Linked DNA regions of Mus musculus: region 1 is linked to region 2. A link is a contact called in public Hi-C data. All regions are on one chromosome and are shown on one strand. Each heading gives the region's core, a stretch centred on a gene start, on an enhancer-like site or on the middle of the called end of the contact. The rest is flanking DNA. Distances are from core to core; before and after follow the strand shown.

Region 1 (6,486 bases), core at 402-2,901, 240 kb after region 2:
CTCTCATCCCTAAAGTAGAATAAAATAAGCTGGGAGGCCGGGTAAGGCCTGTTAACCCAGAAGCCTGCCTCCAATTAATGTGATATTGCTCCTTTAAAACCCTGTACGAGAACGGCCCGGCTGCTGCTGATCCCAAGGCTGCGGCACGGTAATTGTCACTTAGCCACTTAACTCCCCGCAGCCCGGCTCACACGCTCCTTGAGGTTTATCTCTCAGCCAATTACTGCTGTCATTTGCGTTTCAATGTGTGGAATCAGAGGCCAGGCCCAGGAATACAGCACAAGAGAAACCCCCTTGGGGGACAGGAGCCTACTAAGACCTAGTGGCTGATGGGGTGAGACACAAACAACCCACCAGGGTGGGAGTGGCCGAGGGGCTTCCTCGAAGGGGAGGCCCACTCCGGCTGGGCTGTGGTCCTTTTCGGGCCTCTTCACTGGGGCAACCGAGAAGACGAAACATCTCGCTTAAAACATCGCGTCGGTTCCAAATAATGATGGCGATAATTAAAAAGCAACAGAAATTTAGCTGTGGAGCGATTGTGGACAGGAGGCAAGGTAATGTACAGAAGCCGGTCACAATGAACGATTACTAAGTCAGGACAAGCAAGAGAGACAGAAGCCAAAGCAGAGAACCCTCATTTTAGGCCACACTGCTCTTTCAAGCAACGAGGGGGGGGGGGTGGAGTCAGGTAGTGGCGGGATGGGGGTTGGGGGAGGGGCACTTAACCCTTTGCTAGTTCCGCCCTAAAATCCCTGGGAACTTGGGAGCCTCCTCAGCTAGCCCTGAGTGGGCACACCAGAGCTTGCTTTTGTGGTCTCTTGGATTTTAGGTCGGTAGCAAGTCTCTGCCTTTTAAAAGAAGACATGTAGGCTTGGCACAGTGCCACCTCGATCCCCTCACTAGGCTGACTGAGGCTGGAGGATCCTGAGTTACAGGCCAGTCTGGGATACATAAGAAGGAGGTCTCAAAGCGTGCCCTGTCCTCCCCCCAAAACATTCCTTAAAGGCACAGCCAGGTATGAGATGAACCAGAAAAGAAAACAACAACAACAACCACCATTTATGAATCCTCCTGTGGAGAGTCAGGTTTGGCAAAGATGCCCTCCCTTGAAGGGTGAATGGAAGTGGATCTCAGCCTCTTAGGGTTTGGTTTTCTCTGCCTCCCACACAAAGGCAACATTTCCTGCACTGTATTATAGTTTTTATTCCTAAAGTTTTAAGCCATTCCTGTCTACCCAGGCAACTTTATAGCTGAAGTGAATTAACTTAGCTGGGGGTGGGGGGGGGGTCTTCATTTGGAAGTGGATCTACCTGAGGAATACACACATACACACACACACACACACACACACACACCCTGACCACACAAGGTAGAGAAAGAAAAGAAGCAGAGAAGAAAGCTGTGGGAAGGCAGCTCCCGCAGGACACCGTAGGACTACTGTGACGACGGACCAGCCGGAGGGGTAGGGAGCCAACTTCAGTCTGTGAGCCAGGAGGCTATAAGAAGCACGCTCCCTCTGACATTCCATCCTCCACAACTCCAGCAACCACAGGAGGAGGGCCTAAGCCGGAAGAGACCTGTTCTAGCTGGATCTATCTCCGCCTGTCTCTAGGTTGAAAATAAAACTCTGAACTTCTCTGCCAATGAGCTCTGCCAGGCCCGATGACGTCCCGGCACGTCAGTTCTATTTGCAGGCAAGGTCCCTGTGCACCAGGTGAGGAGGAGTCTGGGCAGAGGACTCTGGGATGGTGGGCCTGACTTCCCACTGTGCACAGCCGAGATCTGAAAAGAGCTGCCGGGGTGCTAGTAATTGCACACGTCAGCGAGAGCTGTGCAAAGGAGAGTGGGCTCAGAGAGAGCTAATTGCTATCCTCGGGCTATGTGCTCCTTGTTGAATACCAGAGCGGGAAATCTGATCTGTGCAAAGCAAAGGAAAATCACCAGTAAAATAAAACAAGGAGGCAGCCTGCCCACGCTGGCCACAGACTCCCATTTGTCCTTCCCTCATCTACCGTCATCCTTATTATTAAGAAAATCTATAAATCTGGAACTCTTAGATTTCTTTCTCTTTTCTGTCACTGGGGACAACTGAGCACAGAGACTGGCTCCTCAGATAATGGTGGCCCCAAATGAAGCTCCTAAGGATCCCGAGAGTCTAACTTTCTCCTCCTTTTCATGTCTGTTTGCAAGGATTTATAATCATCGTCATCACCATCATTATCGTCTAAGCAGAACCACCATTTGAACCTCTCCTTCCTTGCTTTCTCCCACTTCCTCGGTCAGTGTCTTAGCTCATTAATTCCTGGCTCTCTGGATCCTGAAGTGTGCGATAAGCTGCTCTTTTTCTTTTGTCTCAAGGCCAAAAAGACTTTCTGGAGAGGCAAGCTCCACAAGTCCGGCCCTCCCGGCCGTGAGTGACAGCTTAGAGGAGCTTTGGCAGCCTGCCACCGATAGCCAAGAACACAGAGCCGTCCAATCAGCAGCATGAATCCCTTCCTACTGCGACACGGGGGCAGCCTTTCTTCAGCTTGGCTGCTGACACCCAAGGATCTCAGAGTTGCCTCCGCCTGTGATCCTGCCTCTTCCTCAAAGGACCTCACAGTGTACGGACCTTGGGTTCATCCTTCTGCGGTGGTTCCGTCAGATTCAGTTTAATCATGGGAAGAGCTTTAGCTCCTCCCACTTCACACTCCACGCATTTCCTGCTCCCCCTGTCTTGACAGAGCAAAAATCAATGACTCTGCCACTGTGGGTTATCCAGGGTGATAGCAAGAGCCTGTCTTGGATCTCAGTGCCTCCCCACAGACCTGCACACCCCAAACTGGAAACCATGAGTTCTTTCTAAAGAGACCTTTCTAAAGAGACTGATGGTCCACCAATCCTTCAGGCTGGGCTCCTATTCCCTCCTCATCTCCCATCTCTAAAAGCAAAAGCTTTTTGCATTTTATTTCACTCACATTTCTCAAATCCAGCTCCCAGCACCCTGAGATGAGGGCACAGCCCCTTAGCTCAGCCCCGAGCCCTCCTCTGTGTCTCTTGCCCAACACCAGGAGAGAGCTAACACTAATGCCCCACTTGTTCCAAGGCCTTCCGCGTGGCATCTGAAAGCTGTTCCCTTCCAGTATCGCCAAGCTTAGTCCTGCCTGCATCAATCTCCTGCTGCACTAGGGATCTCCCATGCCCTGCTCAGTCTCCGTTATTCCTCGTACCACTTCACCCAGCTAAACCCACGGCTTTGCTCAAGAGCTCCCCAACTGCATGCTGGGCTCGGTGATGCTCTTCCTGGCTCCTGGAACTCTAAGACACATCTCTGTCATTGCACGGAGCTCCTCCGGATTGTGTCCACTCTCACAGTCTAGCCTCAGAACCTAGTGACACACCGTGGACACCTGTTACACACAGGAGACTCTCAGCATTTGGGATATTGGATTTGGACTTTCAGATTACTGGGTAATGCCATCTGTTTCTTACCACGGGGCAATCAGTCAATATCTGAGTCTCAATTAGACCCATTTGGGAGTTATCTATTTAAAGAGAGCAGACGTCCAGACACCAAAGACGATACCTATGTAACATATTTTGTCTGGCAACTTCTGTGCTTTGGGGTACTTAACATGATGAAGACAATGACGGTGACAATGACGTCAACCATGACAGGAAGCAGGAGATGATTAGGCATCCGTTTATTCTCTGAGGCTGTGGAACTGCTTAAAACAGCACCGAATGAGTCACACAGCAAGACAGCTCACTTATCTTAAAATCTGAACTAACCAGAATCCAGCTTGGATCCTCCTCAATCAGCCATGCTTCTGAGAAGACAATGTACGTTCCAGAAAGTGTGTATGCGTGCACGCGCGCGCATGCGCACGCCACACAGGAGCTTCTTCAATTGAGACTTCGTGGAGTTGTATAGTCAGTCTGCCTTCAGAATACTTTTTCTTGTTTTACGTTTTGAAGGAGAGAGGAATTGGTTCAGTGGATAAAGAACTTGTGGGGCAAGCTTGAGAACTAAAGATTAGATCCCCAGCACCTGGGTAAATGTTGGGGGTGGGGGAGGCATGGTGGCCCACCTATAATCCCAGCATGCAGGATTACCTGGAACAAGATGACTAGCTAGACTGGTCAAATCGATGAGCTCTAGGTTCAACTGAGAGACCCTGCCACAGTATATAAAGTAGTCAATGTCAAACCTGTGTTCTCATTCCCCAAGAACAAAAATAGCAGAAGGGCAGAGTAGAAATGTGCTCCAAGGGACCAGCATGAACTTGGGAGAAGTATTAATCATGGGTAAAAAGAGGACAGAGGCAAACGTTAAAGGAATACAGAGGCAGCACACAGAGAGGCATTTCACATTTAGAACAACAGAGCTCTCGAATCTCACACCCGAGTGACGACGGCAGCACATGCCATGACAGGTAGACTTTCCCCACAGTGATGGCTGAGATAACAGGAGAGAGGCAGAGCATCCCCACTACTGTCTGCTTGAAAGGGATGTCTTGAGTAGCTTGAGAACCATTCATATCAAGGAAGCTTTATGAGAAAGTCACCAAAGCATCCCGTGTCTATCGAGTTGGTAGAAACCAGAGACACCTGAGAAATGAACCACCACTTAGCTTGATCCAAGGTAGAAATGGCGCATCTGCAAGCTACAGGCCTTGCCCACCAGGAGTGTGCAGCCTAAAGCCACTCGATGCTCATGGGAATACATCTGGGTATGCATTTTATTTTACTGCATGGAGAAAGAAGAAGCTACCAAAGGGAACATGGTCTCCTCTTCATCCAGGAAAGCCACAAGTGGCCTAAGATGATGGTTAAGCTGCTGAGAGAGCAGGAGATGAAAGCATTTCCAGGCAGCTCCAGGTGGAAATAATTTCCTGTTGGTAAACAGAGTCTCATGTAGCCCAGGCTAACCTGAAACTTGCTTTATAGCCAAAGATAACCTTAAACTTCTGCCTGTACCTCACAAGCCCTGGAAACTGCAGGCAAGCCTGTTTTTATGAAGTGCTGAGGACTGGTCCTTGCAAATGCTTGGTCTGCACTTTATCAACTGTGCTACACCCCAGCCCTTCTTTGTTCTGGACAGCCCAGTCCCTGTCACTCTCCATCTCTCTCTCCCTGAACCTTCCATCCCTTTATCTCAGGTCTCTCAGTTGTACAGAAGCAGCTTCAATGAGGGTGAGGGTGAAAGCCAGCTTTCTTCACTCCATGACAGTCACATAGCTGTCATTTCCCCTGGGCAACCAAGAAAAACACAAGGAAGGGGACCGCAGGGGACATCACTTAATTGTTCAGCGAAGATGGGGGGACTGGAATGAAAGGAAGGAGAAGGGTGTTGAGTACATGAAGGGGAAAACTCCCAAGAATGATATTTCAAGAAAGAATACAATACAGGAAAAGAGTGAAGGGCTAGCAGAAGAGAGAAAGAAAAAGGTTAATCCTTTAACTGATATGGAAGGTGAAGATAGGAAAGTGATGGGACAAAACCAGACATTCCATGGCTGCGTACTGGCATTCACTGTTCCTCCTGCAGACAAGATGGAAGTAAACACATCTCACAAGATGGGGAATGCACAAGACTACAATCTTTTCAATGTTGTATCTCCAACTGGCTGCTGCTGACTGCTATGGCTTTTTGTCACCAGGTCTGTGTTAAGAGATTGATCTGGTAAATAACTTATTTAAAGTAACAAAATTCCAAATCTTCCACACTCCCCCCGCCCCAACAACAAAGTAAAAATAAATATAAGTAAATTCTATATGTACTAACTTTGTGGTAGTTTGAATGGAAATGGCCTTCATGAAGTCAGAGGGAACTGCACTGTTTGAAAGGATTGGGAGGTGTGGCCTTAAGGTGGGTGTGGTCTTGTTGGAGGAAGTGTGTCACTGGGGATTGGGCTTTGGGGTTTCAGAGGCTCAAGCCATGCCTAGTGGCACTCTCTCTTCCCTGATGCTCATCCCCATATAGAACTCTTAGCTACCTCTCTAGCCCATGCCTGCATGTTGCCATGCTTCCTACCATGGTGATAAATGGACTAAACCTCTGAACTGTAAGTCAGGCCCAATTAAATGTTTTTTTGTAAGAGCTTCATGGTCTTGGTGGCTCTTCCCAGCAACAGAAACCTAAGACAAGCATTTATTATGAGCTTGATCCTGAGAGTTTTTAAAGCTCTTATTTTCAAAACTGAGGTAAATTCTATTTTGCACATATAAAGTGGGTCAATTTGTACTGAGGTAATATTTTGATGAAGAGTATTTATGGTGCACTCAAAATATCTGCAGATAAGCCAAAGGTTTACTTAGCGCTCTAGAAATCTGAGTTTGAATCCTGTGTTATATACAAGCAATAGCCTTGTACAGATCTCTTGCTCTGTTGAATGGAGAACTGAGTTTCCTTGTTAGGAAGATTTAATGAGAGATCAGATGTCAAATGGTTAGTAGAATTTGGCATGTGGCCATTAAGCCATCATTCAGTCAGTGCACGAACTA
Region 2 (5,962 bases), core at 1,761-4,260:
TCATCCTGTAATAAGTGCAACGTGAAACTGCCAATTATCTCATAAGAGGGGTATCACCTTTTCTGTTGCGAATTACTACATCAATAACTGTGGGTTCAGCACTCTCACATCCCTGTGTCACTAGTAGTTTTTCAGCAGCAGAACTGAGCTAGAAAAGGACAGACAGAAAAGGACAGAGAGAACACACACACACACACACCCCACTGGTACCCATAGAGGGCCAAGGAAAACAGACAAGGAAGGAGGAGGGGTGGTGGGATTGCCTGGAGCCGTCAAGAGGTCACAGGCACACCGTGATCAGCAGCAAACTCAGTTTACAAAGAGACATCTGTTCCATTGCTCCAGTGCATTGTGGCTAATTACATCCTGGCCCGTCTGTGAAATGACAGCCACTTATTCTCCAGTGAACCGTAAAATCTGTACATGTTCGATTTTGGGAGTGGGAGAGCAGAGGCGGGGAGGCTGGAGTGGGGGGGGGGGAGGGGGGACCAAAGGGAAAGAGAAAAGGCAGGAGGGACCACTTTCTCACAAGAGAGCCTGGTCAAGTACTAGTGGACGGACAGGAGAGCACCTGTCCACTGTCCATGTCTCCAGCACGGACATGGAGGTGAGATTCTCTGGCCTCGCTGTTGCTACTGTTCCTTTCTATGCAAAGACAACGGTGCCAATAGTGGTGGCCTGAACTTCTCCATCACCACTGTGGCCCGGGTAAAGGCTTGCTCATTTGCTGTAGTTTCCAGGAGCTGGTAAAAGAGGCAGCTGGTCGGAAGCAGGGTGTAGCCCCAGATGGGCAGGGCAAGGGTTTGCCATAAGCCCTCTGGAAGTGCAGGTCAGAGCATCTATTTCCACTTGGGCCCCTGCTTTCACAGGAAAGCCTCTTTTATATACTGAGAATGGGGTGCTGGCCTCGATGGAGATGGAGGAATTAGCAACAAGCATTCTTAAGCAGGAAAAATATACAGAAGAAGCCTTATAGACTAAAACAAACAAACAAACACCCCCAAACTAAAAAAGCCCAACTTTCTACATGAATTTGATTGACATTAAAACATTATCCTAACCACAACAAACCATAATCACTTGTGTATCTCAGTGACAAGACCCAGGGGCATAAAGACAGGAATGAGAGACAGATCCATTAAAAACATAGGTTTCAGTTGACGGTGGGCTTTAGTGGGGTGCTTATCGTTCTTATACAAAAGCACCTGCTGGGGAGTCATACAGCCTTCTGCTGGAATCCGTATAAAACCCAACTGGTGATATGACGAGGGTTAAACTGTGGTAAAACATAGGTCTCCGTTCCTCTTGGAGCAATGCTGGGTTCTGTGGGTCACATTTACAGCCACAAAAGCTCTGGCGCAAAGGATTACTCCCCACTTCTATTGGCTCTCATCTGTTTGCGCACATGGAGGCCCAGTCAATGTACCTTTAGACCTGGTGTAAGGCAGATTCTAAACCCAGAAGTTAAGGTTTGGGTGCCTGCGTGTCCGAGTGTGTGTGTGTGTGTGTGTGTGTGTGTGTGTGTGTGGTGCCTTTAGGCTGGGCGAGCATAAGCGGGAAGCTCAGTCAGCCAGCAGCGAACATGAAGCACCATATAAGAATGCTCTAGAAAGTTTTACTAATTTTGAGTCAAAGCAATTTTAATAACTCTGCATTAACTACAGTCATGTCATATAATTAATCAGAAGGTAACCACCACTGTCTGGGAGATGGGGTTCAGGAAGTTAAGCATAATTAGAGAGGAGATGTGAGGCGCAGACGAAGCCTTGCATTTGTGTGTACCCCAAGAAGTTAGTTCTGGTCGGCGGCTAAGGGAAAGGTCATCTACAGAGTCCCATGCTGCAGATACGTTTCCTTTTGACTGAGGAAAACTGAACAGCTCTGATGAAAAGATAAAGAGAAGGAGCAAGAGGAAGATGTCTCCTCTGATGTGAATTCTTTTGTTTTTGTTCTTTTTGAGACTGGACCTCGCTGTGTATCCAGGACTGGCCTCGAACTTGCTATGTGGATCAAGATAGCCTCGAGTTCACAGAGATCTGCCTGCCTCTGCCTCCCGAGTCAGACTGCCATGTCAGACTCCTGTAAACTCTCTTATGTCTGCTTAGTGTCCAAAGAAGCCAGAAGAGGGGCCAGATCCCTCTGCAACTGGAGTTACAGACAGTTATGATCTATCATGTAGGTGCTGGGAATTGAACCAGGGTCCTCTGGAAGACCAGCCAATGCTAAGTCATTTCTCCGAAACCTGATGTAAATTCTTGAGTAGCAACTTGGATCCAGGTAAAGTTAAAGTTAATATAAAGGTTTTCGCTAAGAGCTGAAGGTAAAGAGAGATGGCTCCCTGCCCACTGCATCAATGGCTACACAGATGCAACAAGACGAAGGGGCTAAAGAATTCTTGAAAACTGCCTTTACTAGAGGATGGGGCTGAGAATCTGACACTCATTAATAGGAATCCCCATACTTCCTCAGATTCAGCAACCACGAGTGAGCTCATGATTTGCCGTACCGCCCCTCATCCTTGTCCAACAGATCAATTTATTTTTTTCATGGAATATTCTTTTGTTGGCCTGTCTTTTGCTCCTCCCCCAACGAGCAACTGAGTTCGGAGCGGATATGCAGTGTGAGCGTGCGTGTGTGTGTGTGTGTGTGTGTGTGTGTGTGTGTGTGTGTGTACACCCAGGATGCAGTTTCTTGTTCCCACCCTACATTGTTTGTTGAAATAAATATGGAAATCAGGTTGAGCAAGCCAGCCAAGCCAGCCAAACTGAAATAAATTCATCACTCATGGGCTCTCAGGGGAGGGCAACAGTGCATTTTTTTCTAAATGATTATTTCTGAAGCACCGAAGGAATGGCTATATCACTAATGAGGCCTGTATGCCATGACTGCTGATTATAAATGACCCGCAAAGAGACAAGGAGATGGTGGGTATGGAGATACACTTGGGAGGATCGAGAGAAGCAGCTGGGGGTGGAGGCTGCTACCACCAGGGCCAAGCGGAGGAGACGCACCCAGAACGCACTCTGTTTTTCTCATCCAGAGCTCCATTCCCAGAGCAGCATGTGACTTATTCTGTGTGAGTTCGGGTGAGTGGAAAGTTTCCAAATGCCTCACAAAGACAGCAAAAAACAGCTCATGGCTGTGTCCTCAGGGCGCCAGAGATATCCCTCTCTTCTGTGCATAGAAGTTCTTACTAGATCTGCAGAAGATCTAGTAGGGACTCAAGGGACACAAACCATACCATGGCACTAAGTGATGGCTCGACTCCCCACTAGAGGCTGTTTCTTGATAGCTGTGAACTTGGACTAGAGGATGGAAAGCCAGTCCTGGCATCAGAAAGCAAGTGTTCTCGGAGCAGATGGTGGAGGCCAGGCCAGGCAGACAACTCTAGATTCACAAACCTAGGACTCTCAAAAAGTCAAGAGGGATTGCCACAAAAGGGAGCTTTGTGACTCAGTGGCACTCCTAGTCCACGGTGATCTAAGGAAATATCCATAGCATTTCAGCATGACCTGGCAGGACTCGTTCAGACAGCAGGACCTGGTGTGCAATGTCGGCTGCTAGAAAAGGCCCACAAGGACCCAAGTTCAAATCCCCAGAACCTATGTAAACAGCTGGGTGTCTCAGTAGCAAGTACCTGTAATTCCAGAACTACTCTGGCGAGATGGGTGGTCGAGACAGGGGAATCTCTCAAAGCTTAGGGCAGGCTAAGGTGGCATATGCAACAGTGAACTAGAGACCGTTTCTCAAAGATGGTGGAAAATTGGGAGACACCTCTACATGTGCGTTGTGTGCATCCATGTCTTCATTCACACACACACACACACACACACACACACACACACACACACAGAGCACAATGGCCTGGCACGAACCACCTTTGACAAATGACATGACCTAGTCTTTGAAGGCAGAGGCACAAGCAACTAACATATGCTTTCTGTTGCTGTTGTTGTTGTTTGGCCTGGCATTGCGGTGTAGCACAGGCTAGTGTGGTCTTTTTATGTAGCCCAGGGTGGTGTGTGGTGATTCTTCAGCCTCTGCCTCGCAACTGCTTTTGTGAGCTTTTAACAACCAACAGTGAATTTGAAAATGAGTGTATCACTATGTTTATTGCCCTATGGCAACATCCTTCTAGAAAGTACTGGTGGGAGGAAAGGCCCTTCTGCAGCCTATCAGACTAGGGCTTTGCGACACGACATGAAACCAATCAGAGACTGGGATGGGTCCAGGGGCTCCTGAGCTTATGGAAGAGGCTTGCTGTTTGTCCACTGTGTGCCCTCCTGCAACATCCAAAGAGGATTCCAGAAATAGTGTTTCATAGCTCCCATGCATCCTTCCGCATGCACAGCTGTAGATGGAGAGTCCCCCGCCATTCACAGACTCCGAGTGAAGCCCGTGCGTTGGCTCTTTCTGCTCAACACTGGAGCTGCTCTAGGATGCTGGCAACCAGTCACGGTGAAAGGAGCCAAGGATTCTGGGTGACCACCTTTGACACTAGAATCAAATGCTATGTGGTTTCAAGCATGATGGAGGAAATTCTGCTCACTGAATTCGTTAAAACGGTCTTCATAAAACAGGGAGGAGGGGGAGGATGTAGGGGACTAATTATAAAGTTCCACTCAGTTTACTCAGCTCCTCAGCCTGGCTGCCATAGCAAGAGAGACTCGATGCTGTTAGCTCCCTCCCCACAGCCCTCTAGGCAACAAAGAACCACTCGTCAGCTAAGAGAAAAGCAGCAAGCAGCCGGCCCTGGCCTTCCCCTTCTTCATCGCTGGTGAGAATGCTACTGCCAGATCTGTCTTTCTCTCTCATCTTCTCCACCTAAGGTCAAAGAACAAACAGGCTTCCCCAATAATCTTAACAAAGAAAAGAACGGAAAGTCACCCAGGCCAAGTTGCAAGCTCTAACTAAGCCTTGATGCTTCCAGGAAGGAACAGGGAGAGGGGCTGGAATGATTCCCCCAGATCGCACCTCACTCTCGTGTGTGGTTCTCTAACAACTCTGACCCCGGCTGTCATTCGAAAAGGCTACAGCACCATGCCACTGGAAACAGCTAAACCTGGTGTCATGTCGAGTGGTAATAAGGCCACTGCTGGTTTTATTTATTTATTTATTTATTTATTTATTCATTCATTCATTCATTTATTTTTGCAAGCACTCCATGCACTTAGGAGATAAACATGAATATCCTATCGCTGGCCTCCACAAGTCACACTTATCAATGGCGAGGAAAAAAAAACCAACAAAACACTGCTTTTGTTTGACAGGTGTTGCTCGGTGCCTGTGGTAGGAAGTTACTTTTTTTTTCCACGCTGCCCATTAGCATCATGAAAAGGCAAGGGCCAGCTGCATTCACAGACTCTTTCCGCATGTGTCCACTGGTGGGGACAGCCGAGCATCCTTATGTCCCCTCCAATAAAGAGAACTAATTACCCTCCACCGTACCACCTGGGCTAGAGACAAGCTGTGTCAGGAAAGAGCTTTGACAAACACATTTATTTGTCCAGGACCAAGGCCAGGGCCAGCAACCGCCATTCTTCCTGATATCAGAAGGGAGCCAGATGCTCACAAGATCAATAAAAGGTTCAGAGTTCACTGAGGGCTCAGGGAAGTACCTTCAGACAAGGCCATCCCCTGGGAGAGGGGACATGGGCTTCCAACATGGAGACAGTGGTGACCCGGCGCAAGCCTTCACAGGGAATACTGGTGCCTGCACTGGGACGCTATACTGATTGAAGTTCTTTCAAAGAGAGCTGAAATGTTTGAAGGTTGTCAAAAAGGGTGACAAGGGAGGAATGAATGTTGTTTTCTTCATGCTCAAGTACTTGCTCTTTAGTAGAAGAAAGGCAGGTGGCATGCTGACGGGCACGTGTTCACATGAGCATGCCTGTTTTGTACACAGCATACAACCGAGGTGGACACATGTATCATATGTGTAAAAAGGGGAAGAGAACTCAGA

What was found. Hi-C and Micro-C count contacts between places; a contact is called where the count stands out from the background.
Region 1: a Hi-C map of uterus shows a contact between it and region 2, with 2.1 times the contacts expected there. The contact joins two enhancer-like sites. A contact is called at or near these places in 1 of 15 datasets of contacts at CTCF or cohesin (the NIH/3T3 cell line), 4 of 484 Hi-C or Micro-C datasets (the N1E-115 cell line, immediate neuronal precursor, nephron progenitors and 1 more), 11 of 115 datasets of contacts at active chromatin or transcription factors (bone marrow-derived macrophages, cardiomyocytes, craniofacial prominence and 7 more) and 1 of 9 other capture datasets (adipose tissue).

The regions. Positions count from the first base shown.
Region 1 is chr3:52,044,615-52,051,100 of GRCm38.p6, forward strand. All of the region lies in intron 1 of Maml3 (mastermind like transcriptional coactivator 3), which reads right to left. Among named protein-coding and RNA genes, the nearest start is that of Maml3, 57 kb to the right of the region's middle. Within about 2 kb of position 1,652, at least 377 of the 459 cell types and tissues checked have an H3K27ac peak or open chromatin away from gene starts, as enhancers often do. A contact at or near this core is called in adipose tissue and uterus, where this site is marked.
Region 2 is chr3:51,805,396-51,811,357 of GRCm38.p6, forward strand. All of the region lies in intron 2 of Maml3 (mastermind like transcriptional coactivator 3), which reads right to left. Among named protein-coding and RNA genes, the nearest start is that of Gm46803, 100 kb to the left of the region's middle. Within about 2 kb of position 3,011, at least 29 of the 459 cell types and tissues checked have an H3K27ac peak or open chromatin away from gene starts, as enhancers often do. A contact at or near this core is called in adipose tissue and uterus, where this site is marked.